2 separate regions of the Mus musculus genome follow, and region 1 is linked to region 2. Evidence: chromatin contacts called from public Micro-C data. All regions are on one chromosome and are shown on one strand. Each heading gives the region's core, a stretch centred on a gene start, on an enhancer-like site or on the middle of the called end of the contact. The rest is flanking DNA. Distances are from core to core; before and after follow the strand shown. Region 1 has its middle 7.4 kb from the start of Gm23175. Region 2 overlaps Ccdc39 (coiled-coil domain containing 39).

Region 1 (6,672 bases), core at 3,541-6,040, 130 kb after region 2:
GAGTTAAGGAACACACCTTTAATCTGGGCTATGCCTTTCATCTGGGATTAAAGGTGTGGTGGAACACACCTTTAATCTGGGCTACACCTTTTGCTGGAGACAATATAAGGACATTGGAAGAAGGGAGTCTAGCTCGAGCTCTTGCTCCTTCGCCTGCTTGCTGCGTGAGACTGAGTAACTGCTAGATCCTTGGACTTCCATTCACAGCTGCGACTGAACAATTGTTGGGAATTGGGCTGCCGACTGTAAGTCATCAATAAATTCCTTTACTATTTAGAAATTATCCATAAGTTCTGTGACTCTAGAGAACCCTGACTAATACACTGTCAATAGGACAAAACAGCAGCCTACAGATTGGGAAAGGATTTTCGCCAACCCTACATTGGACAGAGGGCTAATAGCTAAATTATATAAAGAAATCAAGAAGTTAGACACCAACAAACCAAACAACAATTTTATTTATTTATGTATTTATTTATTTATTTATTTTTGTTTTTTTGAGACAGGTTTCTCTGTTTCTCTGTCTAGCCCTGGCTGTCCTAGAACTCACTCTGTAGACCAGGCTGGCCTAGAACTCAGAAATCTGCCTGCCTCTGCCTCCCAAGTGCTGGGATAAAGGTGTGCACCACCACTTCCCAGCAACAATTTTTTTAATGGGGTACAGAGCTAAACAGAAAATTCTCAACAAAGGAATCTCAAATGGCTGGGAAGAACTTAAAGAAATATTCAACGTCCTTAGTCACCAGGAAAATGCAAATCAAGATGACCGTGAGATTCCAACTTGTACCAATCCAAAAGGCTAAGATCAAAAGCTCAATATAGATATTGCATGCTGGTGAAGATGTGGAGCAAGGGGAACACTCCTCCATTGCTAATGGCAATGCAAACTTGTAAAGCCACTCTGGAAATCAAATTGGCAGTTTCTCAGACAATTAGGAATAGCTCTACCTCGAGACCTGGGCTTAAACACAAAAGATGCCTTGTGGTAACAAGGACACATGCTCAACTATGTTCATGCTGCAATCTTAACTGCTGAGCCATCTCTGCAGTCCTCAATTCCGTTTTTAAACATAAATACAGTAACAGTGTTTATCGTCCCCACCCTATTTCTCTTGAAAATGCAAAATAAAATGACTTTATACCCATAATAATGGTAAATACTGAAACCCTCACAAACCAGTCAGAGTGGCTCATGCCTTTAACCCCAGAAGTCAGGAAAGCAGAGGCAGGCAAATCTCTATGAGTTGCAGGACAGCCAGGACTAACAGTGAGACCCTGTCTCAAAATTCAAAAAAGAAAGAAAGGAAAAGAAAGTTTGACAACACTGTATATTGCTGAAGCTATGAAAATAATGGGTATCTACGTGTTTGTACTGGAGTGAAAGCATGAGACAGCCAAGGGTTCCTGAAGCACACTGACAGTGCTCAGTAACCCAATTTCCCATGCAAGAGAAACACACACATCAACAATTCCAACCCACCTAAAAGGAGTGAACTCTTCAACCAGCAAAGAATTCAAGTGTGACAGCAGCTAAGCTTGACACAAGTCTGAAGAAATGAGTATCAGCAATGAAATTAGATTCATTCAATAAAATATAACACCCCGAAATGGATCAATAGCCCTTTTGTTAATTAAATAAGCTGAAATTGATTAGAGGAAACACAAATGCAAAAATAAGAGAATTTATTTTATTGTAAACTTTTCACTTTATATTTTATTATAACTTAAATATTTTAGGATTGCTTATTTTAAAGGATTTATTTATTATTGTCTGAGTGCTTTGTACAGATGTGCCATATGCATTTGTATTTATGTGCACCATATGCCTGACGCACCAGAATAGAGAGTCAGATTCTATGGAGCAGAAGTTACAGAATGTGCTGAGCTGTCACACACCTGGCTACATGAAGAATTCTTATAAGTCAATATAAGAAAAAGATGTTCTCTTAGCTGAACGTGGTGGCACACGCCTTTAATCCCAGCACTCTGGAGGCAGAGGCAGGTGGATTTCTGAGTTCGAGGCCAGCCTGGTCTACAAAGTGAGTTCCAGGACAGACAGGGCTACACAGAGAAACCCTGTCTCGAAAAACCAAAAAAAAAAAAAAAAAAAGAAGAAGAAGAAAGAAAGAAAGAAAAAGATAATTTCCATCACACATACAGACCACATAGGACTAAATCGTGTTCCTTTCCTTTTACTACATGAAGTACCAAACACCAGCTCACTTCAGAACCACGGCCTTGCCCACCTCAGCAGGAATCATGTGACGAAGCTAAACAAAGAAATAACCTTTTATTTGTCTCTATTGTCACAGATTTGTCATTTGCTTGGAAAATAAACATATTCAGATGCTTCCAGCGAGAGGAAAATGTGTAGGTGCTTAGCGGCTTCTACAGACTTGGGAGTGGAAGTAATGAGGACAATTTAGAAATATCCACCAACGGTTGGGTTTTTGTTTTGTTTTGTTCTGTTTTATTTATGAATGCTGTGTTTTGCCTACACATATGTCTGCATACCTAGTACGTTTGAAGGTCAGAACATGGCACTATATGCCCCGGAACTGGAGTTACAAGTGATTGGGGAATCACTGTTTGAGTGCCAGGATGGACAAGCACCTATCTTCCCCCACGGACTCCCCAAATCAAATGAGTTGAATCCTGACTCGGCAATCCATTATCTAGGAATTTATCCCAAGAACAGAATGTAATGGCCAAACAGAACAGCATATATGAGGTTTCTTTTTCTTTTTTTTTTTTTTTTATATATGAGGTTTCTAATTGTGTTAATTGTACTAAAATATACCAACATCTCTGTGTGAGATTGAGAGTTGTTTTATTTCCTTTTTAAAATAAATTTTAAAGAATTAAAAGTCATTGTGTGTGTGTGTGTGTGTGTGTGTGTGTGTACTTACATGGGTTTATATGCAGCACATGAAGACCAGAAGAGGACCTTGGACCCTGGAGCTGGAGTTATAGATGTTGTGAATGTAGTGTGGTCCTTTTCAAGAGCAGGTCATGTGCTCAGTTACTAAGCCATTTCTCCTGCCTTCCTTCTTACTTCCTTAATGCTATGTGATTTTGTTTAAGGTTTCACAATAAAGATGTTTCATTTAAAAAAACAATTTCTACCAACAGTGTCAACTCTGGGAGCTCTCAGAGACTGACCCACCAACCAAAGAGCATACATGGTCTGGTCCTGGGCACATATCTAGCAGAGGACTACCTTATCTGGCCTCAGTGGACGAGGATTCGCCTAATCCTATAGAGACTTGATGCCCCAGGGAAGGGTGATGTGGGAGGATGGATGGGAGGGGGAGCACCCTCTTAGAGGTAAAGGGGAGGGGGATAGAGTGAAGAACTCTGGGAGCAGGGACTGGGAGGGGAATATTTAGAATGTAAATAAATAAAATAATTAATTAAAAAAATCTCCATTTAATAAGACAGTTATGACACAGACATATACATACACTCTGCATGATGAGTTCCGGGGAGTCTTGGGGAAGTGATTCATCCGCTAATAAAATTCATTGAGTGTCATTGTAGGCATAAATGACACCATCACATACCTTCACAAGCAAAGTAGAGAGGACCATGGAGTCTGGGTGTTTATATCTTCTCATAGAGGAGAGCAAATGTAAATGTGTTAATGAAGTAATAAGAAAAATAAAATTAGCTAATATGACAGGAGGTGAGGACGGGTTTACATTGTGTATCTGCGTGTATGTGTGTGTGTGTGTGTGTGTTCATATGGGTACCTGCATATGCACATGCATGTGGAGGCAGAGGACAATATCAGCCTTAGGCACTTATTTTCTCTCCCTGATCCAAGAATCACCAAGTAGGCTAGGCTGCCTGGCCAGGAAGCCCTTGAGAGCCACCTGACTCTTCACCTTGGTGCTGGGACTACAGGTGTGTGCCAGCACGCACAATGGTTTTCATGAGTTCTAGGCTTGGAGCACCCCAGCCCAGGCCTCGTTTCAGATTTCTATGACTCAAGTGTTGTATAAGCTGAGGAAGTAGATGTTTCCATGGAATGGAAAAAATGAGGCCCAAACCTTATGGAGAATGAACTTGCACAGAGGGGCTTTGGAATTGGGAAGCAGAGTGAGGCGGGCTTCACATGAAAGTTTAGGTTTTACTCTGACTGCAGAGGAATGCAATTTACAATTTGAAAGTATCTTTCTGTGTGCTGTGTAGAATATGGACACAGGGAATGAAAAAGAATCAAACAGCTTTTAACTTCTACTTCAGTCAAGAGCTGCTTGGCTAGACATGTGTTATTTGGTGTGTGTGTGTGTGTGTGTGTGTGTCTGTGTGTCTGTGTGTCTGTGTGTCTGTGTGTCTGTGTGTCTGTGTGTCTGTGTCTGTGTGCGCGTGTAGAGGTTAGACTAAAACTTTCAGAAGTGAGTTTTCTCCTTCTCTCTTGTTTTTAGTCTGGGTCTCTCTTGCTTCTGTTAGTGTGCATACTTCAAGCCAGCTGACCTGCTGGCTTCGAATGTTTGGATTCAAATGTGTGGAGAGCGTTTGGGGGCCACTTGGTAGGAATCTGACATTGGGCCAGGACAAGGAAATGGGCTTCAAGCAGGAATCTGACATTGAGCTATGACAAGGAAGTAAGGTTAAGCAAGAATCTAATTTTAGGCTAGAACAGGGAAGTAAGTTCAGGCAGGAATCTAATTTTAGGCTAGAACAAAGAAGTAGCTTCAGGCAAGAATATGACTTTGGGCTAGGACAGGGAAGTAGGCTTAGATATCTTGGTCATCCTGATAAGCCCTTAGAAACCATGATCACGGGAGTGATCATGGGACTTTGTTTATTGCCTTGCTTGTTCCTTGACTATTTGTGTTTATTGTCTTGCTTGTTCCTCAACCTAGAACTGATCTTAGTACTTGCATGTAATTAAAATGGTATAAAAGCAGATTAGGAAAAAATAAACCTGCCTCAGAACTGGCTGGGGTCATGTTACAATGTTGTCTAATTGACTTTTTTCTTTTTAATCCTCACTTCTGCGCTGGAGGGAGAACCTGTTGACTGACTGAGCTGGCTTGGTCATGCACGCTTTTGCATCTGGACCTTTTGGGGGGAGGGGGTTCCAGGCATCCCCAGCAAGTACCTTCTTCACCCAGGGAGTCGCCTCACTAGGCTTCAGATTAGAAAGAAATTTTGAAGATGAAGAAAAAGAATAACCAACTACCCACATTTGAAAGACAATCAGTCAAAAGATGGGACCATTTATGGTCAGGGTAAAGCCAGGTAGATGGGGGGAGTAACAGGGGATGCAGTCCATGGCTAGCCATTTAAGAAGAAATGAGATAACTGCATGAACATGGGGCACAGTGAGGCTCTAAGTACAGGATCCGAGCATCCTATGCTAGAGGATGGGTAGGATTCAAAGCCCGGATGGGATTACCTAAGAGGGGCATCAGGTGCAGTGAGAGAGCTGTGTGCTCAGAGCCCTGCAGCTTCCTCTCCAGCAGGCAGCCTTCTGGGGAGCAGGGAAACTCCGTGATTGTTTCCACACAATATAACAGATGATGATGCACATTTCAAACAGAGACTAGAAAACAAGGCAAACAGGTGCGAACAGGCAGCAGATGTTTATTCCGTATTTGTAACTGTTCACCATTTGAAAATAGCGATGATGAGGCCAGGGAGGTGGGTCTGCAGGGGCAGGTGATCGACTCTCACAAGTTCTCTGACCTCCATACAAGTATTCATGTCAAACACACAATAAATAAATGGACAAATGTAAAATAGTGATAATGTTGGTATTGTTAGATAGATAGAGGCTCAGTCAGTAAAGTGCCCACCTTGCATGCATGAGGACCTGACCCTGAACCCTGTTTATTTGTTTGTTTGTTTTAAAAACCACAAGTGGTGAAGAAGGCAGTCAGGAGGAAGATGCTAGGGCCACAGCTGAGCCACACGTGTGTTAAGGGTAGTGACAGTCCCAACAGCCAGTCTTGTAGAGGGTGACAGCCTGCATCACTCTCATAGCATACTGGAATAAAGAAAAAGAGAAGGGAGGGAAGGAAGGAAGGAAGGGCTATGACGTCATCCACTGAAATTGCTAGTAGTTCCCCAGAGAAGTCTGCTTAAAGTCTAAGCTATAATTGAATTTATAACAATTGCACATTTTTCTAACGTCACATTGTAGCCCAATTACATCACTTTTGTGCCCTGCCACCACTGTGGGACTTTTTACGAGTACTAAATTCTGTCCTGGTGTGGGAGTACACACATCCAGCACAAAAGAATCACGAGTTCTGAGCCAACCTGAGCAGCATAGTGAGTCTAAGGTCCACCCGTCTTCTTGTGGGCGTTGGAGGGGGTATATAAAAAATTCTGGCTACTTGAACTGTATCTCCATTCTGTCCCTTTGATCCACAGACCATTCACTAACACAGCCTCTGACACTGTAATCTGCCAGTACGAAGGACCCAGGGTGCCTTTTGTTTTGAGGTGGGGGTGGGGGATGGAGGGTTGGAGGGGGAGGGGTGGGGTGGGTGGAGAGAGGGGGTCCGGACTGGGGAATCAAAGTCAACTTGTAGACCCACTTGTTCTGCACTCAGCTGCGATTGGAATTCCCCTGTGGTTTGTATTGTTGTTAATTTGACCCTGTTTGCCTAGACTTTACTGTTTGGCTTTGGTTATCTGAGAGAAGCCCACGTCCTA
Region 2 (7,623 bases), core at 875-3,374:
AAAATACAAGATAGAATAATTTTCTTTTTTATAACTAAGAAATAATATGCCTATTAGCACTTAATCTTGAATACAGTGGTTATTACAGGTGATTTTCTCCTTAATTGCTTCCTTGTTTTCTATTTTCCTGTGGTTCCCATTCCTGTGGAAGCATGGGGCTTACTATGTATCCAGATTCATCACACCTCTTTCACAGCTTTGGCTTTGCTCAGTTCCTTCTCAGATCTGTCAATAAAAAGGTTCAGTTCACTTATTTTATTCATGAGAGACTCTTTCTCATCATTGTTTTTACCATTTGATTTCTTAATGAAGTAGAGGTCATTCTGTAAAAAGAAGGGATGGTACGTATGCTTTAAACAATGAAATGAAGAGCAGACAGCAATATCTATGTCATGCATTAGGAGTTCCAACCTCTCACATCACTTCAAATTATTCAAAATTTCACATAAATTCAAAAGTATTAACACAGAAACGTTGTAATTTCCACCATTGATGTTTTGGGGTTACCCTGAGAGCAACAATTCTAAGAAGTGTTATGTATGGTTCCAATTCAGTCTGGTGTTGAAGGTGCTCACCACTCAGGAGGGGAAAGTGCTATATCTTCTCCAGTAGTGACTTGCTTGACAGGTTTAGAAACCTGGCCGCAGTCCTGAGGCGAAGAGTTTCATGGAAACAGTCTCCTGGAACTGTGGCATCCCATAGCACTCATGCTCCAATTTTGTCCTTGTGAATGGATCTGTGTGCTTCCTTTCAGTATTGTTTTATTATAGGTGCCTCCAAGCAATGACTTGCCAAGTACCTAAGCAAAGTCGAACTTTGCTTCCTGGCCTTCACCAATGCCCTAGGTAGTCCTTGAGCCGACCCCGGGCTTTGAATTCAGTAAGAATGTTACCTATTCAGAGACTTTCAGAATTGCCTCTAGTATTGTAAGAGAAATAGTGAAAGAAATCAGGCATTACTATCTACTGCAGAGATCTGATTGCAGAGATCGGCATGCCTGCCTCATGGGATTAAAGGTTTGTACCACCATGCCTGGTTCTAAATTCAGCTGGGTAGGGTCTTGCCCCAAGGTCCCACTCCCTTAATCTGTTATTTCCTAAAACACAGGATTTTGCTCCATTTCACTTCCTGGTATGCCTTTAATACTCGAACCATATATTTTATATTTTGCCTTTCTAAGCTTGCTATGCTTGTTCAACCTTCTCTTTGTGAGACTTAACCAGAGAACAAAGTCTCTGCTGGGCTTTTTTTGAAACTTCCTTTGTCAATGCAATTAATGCAATTAATCCAATTCTCTTTACCTTAGCCTCAGGCAGACTTGTCAGACAAGGGTAAAAAGTAGCCACATTCTTCACCAAAATACCACAAAAACAGTCTTTATGCCACATACTGAAATTCTTCTCCTTTGAAATCTCTTGGGCCAGGTCAACACAGTTCAAATAGTAGAGTTAGGGCAAGCTTAGCAAAGTAAGTCTAGAATTCTTATAGTTATGTATGGCAGACTACATTACTTATTAGTAGAAAGTCCCCCCACACTATCACTTAGAATAAAAGCCAGGTTGCTCCCATATACAGGAATTTACAATGGTTTAGGAAGTAGATCGGGCTGTGGTTTTAGAGTATTGCATTATTCATGAGAAGGTTAGCTAGAGCGGAACTCCCTAATTAGAACCACAACTTGGGCATGAAAGCCCTTGCCCTAGGAGTGTAAAGACCTCACACCTGACTTCTAAGACTATAGGTGACCTTAGATAGAGCTGACTTTGTCTCAGTTGTTTTATTGCCCAGTTCCTGCCAGTCTTTGTGTTTGCATTCCTCTGTTTTGTGTAAGAGTCATTAAGGATCCGGCAACCTCATTGTACCTTGCCAATGTGTCACCTAACTTCCCTATTTTCTTCTGTATAAAAAGTTTGATGCTCAATTTGACATTACATTCAGATTCAGCACACTCCCTCGTGTCCTGTCTGTCACCCCATTCTTGCCGACTCTATGCCCATCTGTCCGAGACTCTGATTCCCATGGATTGAGGGGGGCCGATTGAGCCCGGTCCGTGGCAGGAAAGGATCCTTTTGCTAGCTCATTACAGGGCACCGAGTGCTGGGTGATAAAAACACTGCTGGTCTCCAGAGCACTGATCCCTTGCCTAACAGTATGGCTCTGGGCTCAGGTGGCCTTAATTGCACATCTGTTTCCTCATCTCTGAAATAGAAATGGGAGCAACTCTTGGTCCAGGATTATTGTGAAATTAGGGATGTTACTGGGACAGCGCTCACAGGCAGTGTACTAAACACAGAGGTGCATGTGATCACATCTGCCTGGCAGGAAAAAAAAATGTTTGATAAGGTTCAACCTCACCAGACACACAGACAGGTCTTACATGCCAGGTACCACCTTTTTAGTTTTAAGAACTGACATTCCCCTTCCCACACATGATCCACCTTTGTTTTGTTAGTCTCCACTTGGTTCCTGAGTCAAAATTTCTAGTTATTATTCTAAGATTTAAAATTCTAAGATATTCATATTCTTCACACACACACCCATCCTCTCGACTCTTCTCTGCTTTTCTTATTGTTTATATTTCTCTGAAGTATTAAGACTTAAGATCTCAGCCAAATCATAAATGGAGGGAAAGTTTTGGCATAAATGGTGATTTCATAAAATTATATTTAGGACAAAATAATTAACTTAATGTTATTTGTGGGGCATTTAGGTGACTCAAAGGGGAAAAATGCTTGCTATCTAAAGATACAAGCCAAGAAGATGGATTCCCAGACCCTACATAAAAGTGGACAGAGAAATGACTCTGCAAGACTGTCCTCTGACCTCCACAAATGCACAGTGGCACACATGCCCACACATACACATCATAAATAAAATAACAAAATAAAGTAAACAGTCGTGTTAACATCATTTGAGCCTGAGGTTGGTTTCCCTTCTGGATAGTAAGCTCTGGAGAAGAGTGAGACCTCACTCACTCGAAGAAGCCCTCAGCCTTGACCCCTGCTGAGAACACATCTCCATGGTTTACCCAGCTTCAACTTGGAATTCACTTGCATTTCTGTGAGTTTGTGTGTGAAACAATAGGCATAGGTGTGCCGGGGTGGTTAGGAACCTGAAGACACTGAGGCTCCCCACACAGTGCAACTCAGAAGCCCACTCCTCATGATCTTTACAGTCCGGTTCTACTCTAAATTGTCAAACAGGACCATGTTTGGAGAGTACCTAGCATGCATTGTTTCTGCTTCCCGCCCCCCGCTCCCCGCCCTTTCTTGTTAGTTAATGAGAAAACACTCGGAGCATTAAAATAGCAGTACCACATAACCTTGACATTCAAATGTGTGCCTGATCCCAAAGCCTGTGCTATTTTCAAAAAAAAAAACAAGGTACCACTTGAAAGATGTCATAAAAATCTATGTCATAAAGCTACAAAGACTATGTCATCAAGCTACAAACCATGAACTTAAATTAAAAGCTGTCATGTTAAAATTAAATGTCTTGCTCTTAAGTAAATCAAGACAATTCTACTTATGACCACTAGAGGCCACTCATCACCAGCCTTTCCAACAGTGCTGAGGGCTGAGCTCATCCCTAGCCCTACACCCCAACCTCCAGCTCCAACCTGTCCTTTCCTTCGCCCTTTCTCACAATTTAAACTTTAACTGATGTTTACCTTACAACAAACATAATCAAATCCCTAAAAGTGAAGACTTTTCCCTTCTAACTGTCGTTGTTTCAAGCATAACTGTGAGGTTAAATGGGAACAAGGTCATTTAAAAAAGAAAAAGAAAAAAAGCTTCTTGATAGCATTTCAAAAATAAGAACTAATTCAGTTACTGTGGCAGAAATCAGACTTTCCCAACATTCTACACACTATGCTGTGTAAGAATTCTTTGAAGTCAAATGGAGTTTAAACCCTACCTCTCTGAACTCACTGTGCACCCCTGAACAAGTGTCTTAGCCTATAATAAGTATAATCATCTTCTTTACAAGGCATTTATAACAGTTAGGCAAAACAACATGGCAGAGACTTGTGATACAACAGTTATACGAATTAAATGCTCAAGTGAAGAGCATGGCATAGAAAGTATAGAAAGGCAAGCGTTCGTTGTGTGTGCGGGTAGCTGGGAATCACTCTGACCACATAGGGACCGTGTGGAACCCGCATCAGGAGATGGAAACACCACAAGAAAGGGAATTACATGGAGCTTCTTGATCTGGGATTCCAAAAGGGAAAGTGTGGATTTTTTCTCATCCATTGTCTTCTTAAGTTCAAGGATTTTTGCTTCAAGGGCTTGCTTTTCCTCTGAATTAATTTCTCCTTTTAATCGTGACATTCTGCGTTCTACTTGCTGAATGTAAAAATCCTGTTAATAGTTTTAAAAGAGAAGTTAGTGAGTGTATGCAAACACCAAGAGCCTCTCAGTTTAAATGTTGACGCAGCATCTGACATGTGCTCTTAACTTTGGTCTGGCATTATTAATTATTAAAGTAAAGTTGGTCCTCCAGCAAATCAGGATAAAATTCTTCCTAGCCTAAGGGGAGCAACAACACTGCTCAACAGTCAGCATGCAGGACAGCAACACAAACTTCATCAGAGAACAATTGCGGTGCCATCAGGGACCTTAGGAGATCACAGGATCTGAATAAATGAGGATTCCTGGTGGACATTTTTCAAAGGATAAAAAAAATAAGATAAAAAGAATAAAAAATTTTTAAAACTTAAAAAAAAAAACCCTGTCATGATAACCATGGAAACTCAACATATAATGAGTTGGTTTTTTCACTATATTTTAACATCTTTGATATTGTGTTATTGTGAAACTAAGAATTTTTTCAGATTAAGAAATTAAGATGTATGGGGAGGTGTTAGAAAATAAACATGAACATGAAGTAGGTATGTAGGCAAAACTAAGGGGCAAGCATTCCACTGTATTGTGCAGATAAAGTGGGTGGAAGACGCTCATGTTTGCAGACTTTAGTTTACTAAGGGACCCACTGCTCCAGGTCCTTTAACACACAGTCCTTTCTCCCTCCCCAGAGTGTTGGTCCCCTTGCCTTTTTTTCTTTTTAGATTAAAAATTACAGTAGTAGCTTTTAAGACCCTCTCAAGCCTCTATTATCCTAACATGGGAGCCAGCTGCCACCAGCTGAGTGTTTATCTAGGCTATCTTAGAACTCTTCATTTTCATGGGGCACTAGGATAACTCAACTACCAGAGGCACTAAAGTCCTTACAGGAGATACTCACAGAGAGGAGCACCTACCTGACTGTACATAATTTCCTGCTGCTTCAGGGTTTCAAAATCCAGTTTGTGTAACTGTTTGTTAAGATGTTTCAGGGAGGAACGGGTTCCTTCAATTTCTGATACCAGGGCTTTCTCTTTCGCTATCTCGTTCTGTAACTCTTGGACTTTCTTAAATAACACGTCTTTTACTATGCCCAATTGAACCTCCACTTCCTGAAAAGAAATTGTAGGAGTTACAACAGTTAGTTAAATTATAATAGTTTAAAATCTGTATTTACATGATCATTCAAATTTAGGAGCTCAAAAGTTCCCGTCAACATTTAGCCCTTGAAAATACAAGGTCTTCCCAAAGCTTGGCCAATCCCCCCACTCTCTTATCTCCAGTGCTGGTAGACAAGGTTGGCAGTTTTCTATCCTTGTGTCATTTGACCTACCATCCTAACTCCATCCAATATTGCCCTGGCCTGAGAACTAGACACCCTGTGAGTTCAGAGTTCACTGAACAGTCTTGAGGATATAAAAACGGAAAAGAAATCATACTGTTCAATTTGAAGCTTTTTAGGGCCACATTTAGCCATCAGCTCTCTCCGGTGGATGGGGACTAAGGATGACTACTCCTTCTGCGGTGTAAGCACACCGGTGCACAGTGGGAAATTTCAAACTACTGGTATAGTTGCACCACTACAGAGATGACATACAGAAGCAACGTATAGATGGCAAGTGTAAGAGATGTCATTTTAACCTCAAGTCCACAGCTAGTCACAGAGTATAATTTATAAATGATGAATGCTATGTTACTTCTGACTTGAATATAATGTGTATACGCATTTACATAAAATTTAGGTTTTAATAGTTGCTAGTTTTAGTAATGAACTTAACAAAAAAAAAATGCTGAAAATTTTACTACTGGCTCTTGAGAATGTGTAGAAGTCAGTGCCAGGCAAAGCCTGGTCCAGCCCTTCACTAAGCCTTTGCATTGCTTGATTTTTCTTCTGTGCTGGCCTCAAGGACAGAAAAGGAAGTTTCTGGTCCTGACACTCCTCAAGGACCTACCCTGACCTGAAAGCTTCATGACCAACACATTCTGAGTTTCCCTGTGACCTGCCAACCACCAGGCCAACTACAAGTTAACACTTTTAAATACTGAAACAGTTCTCCCTCATAACCACATTCCCACTCCGTAGCCAATGAACCTCGATGTGAAACAAAACAAGCCCATGACTAATGTGTGCAAATTTTCACAAACCAAAAGATAACCAATAACTGATAATGGTATTTCTCATGTAATTGTCACTTCTCGCTGAACTCAGGACCTTCTCAAAGACTGCTCAGTAGAATTTGAAAGCCTGGTGCCTAAGTCCATTGAGCTTTTCCTGAAACAAACAAACACTGAGGCAAGCACAATAGAAGTGTGGGTTTTCCTCCCATCCCCAAGCTCCTAGAATAACAACTCTGAGACTCATATTTACAAATTCCTTGGCCATAAGTTTTGGTTATTCCCCAATTAGACCATAACTTACTATCCCTTTTATTCTAAGTTCTGCTGATGGGCCGTGGTGGCGCACGCCTTTAATCCCAGCACTTGGGAGACAGAGGCAGGCGGATCTCTGAGTTCGAGGCCAGCCTGGTCTACAGAGTGAGTTCCAGGACAGCCAGGGCTACACAGAGAAACCCTGTCTCGAAAAACCAAAAAAAAAAAAAAAAAAAAGACTAAGTTCTGCTGAGTGGCTGGTTACTGCTGCTCAGTGCCCATGCTTCGGACTTCCTCCATGTTCCTGGATGGAAACCTCCACACCTTGTTCTGTCCCAGAATCCTTGCTTCCTCTTGGAATGCCCCCCTTCTGTTTCCTGCCTCAGTTACAGTTAGAGCAGCTTGATTTGACAGATGGAATTTCCAAACAGGAGATCCCTTCTACAGAGCACAGCCCTCTCACAAAGCATTGGTACATCTGTATCAGTGCTCATATTTTCAAGTTCATCTATCTTCCTTCGTTAAATGTGAGGGATTTTTAATGTATTTTCTGTAATGCAATTTCCAATCCTCTTTCTGCCTTTATGGAGGCCTGGGTCATCTACCTACTATCATTTCCTTCTATTAAGAACTTCACTTAGCATTGCTCTGCTAGCAATATATTCTAATCCCTACCATGTGTCTTCAAATGGTTTTATTTATTTCTATTTTCATTGCCAGTTTCATACATTTGTATACTGAACTGTAGTCGTTTCACCTTGATTTCTCATCCTGTAGTCCCCTCCCTCCATCACCAGTACCTTTCTTCTTGAAGAGTCTACCTCCTTCTTTCATGACTTCTTGTTTGCTTGCTTGCTAGTTTGCTTGTTTTGAGACGGGGTCTTATTATCTAACTTTGGCAGTCCTG

The links. A called contact is a pair of places that touch in the nucleus more often than the background predicts.
Region 1: a contact with region 2 is called in a Micro-C map of trophoblast stem cells, with 7 times the contacts expected there. The contact joins two enhancer-like sites. A contact is called at or near these places in 3 of 39 promoter capture datasets (the HPC-7 cell line and second pharyngeal arch cranial neural crest), 1 of 15 datasets of contacts at CTCF or cohesin (embryonic stem cells), 11 of 484 Hi-C or Micro-C datasets (the Ba/F3 cell line, the G1E-ER4 cell line, Sertoli cells and 4 more), 1 of 115 datasets of contacts at active chromatin or transcription factors (embryonic stem cells) and 2 of 9 other capture datasets (embryonic stem cells and liver).

The regions. Positions count from the first base shown.
Region 1 is chr3:33,948,486-33,955,157 of GRCm38.p6, forward strand. No RefSeq gene overlaps it. Among named protein-coding and RNA genes, the nearest start is that of Gm23175, 7.4 kb to the right of the region's middle. Within about 2 kb of position 4,791, at least 5 of the 459 cell types and tissues checked have an H3K27ac peak or open chromatin away from gene starts, as enhancers often do. A contact at or near this core is called in trophoblast stem cells, where this site is marked.
Region 2 is chr3:33,821,192-33,828,814 of GRCm38.p6, forward strand. Ccdc39 (coiled-coil domain containing 39) reads right to left here. Exons shown (of 20, transcript NM_026222.2): 10 at 5,264-5,458; 11 at 4,200-4,364; 12 at 186-323. Among named protein-coding and RNA genes, the nearest start is that of Ccdc39, 19 kb to the right of the region's middle. Within about 2 kb of position 2,125, at least 4 of the 459 cell types and tissues checked have an H3K27ac peak or open chromatin away from gene starts, as enhancers often do. A contact at or near this core is called in trophoblast stem cells, where this site is marked.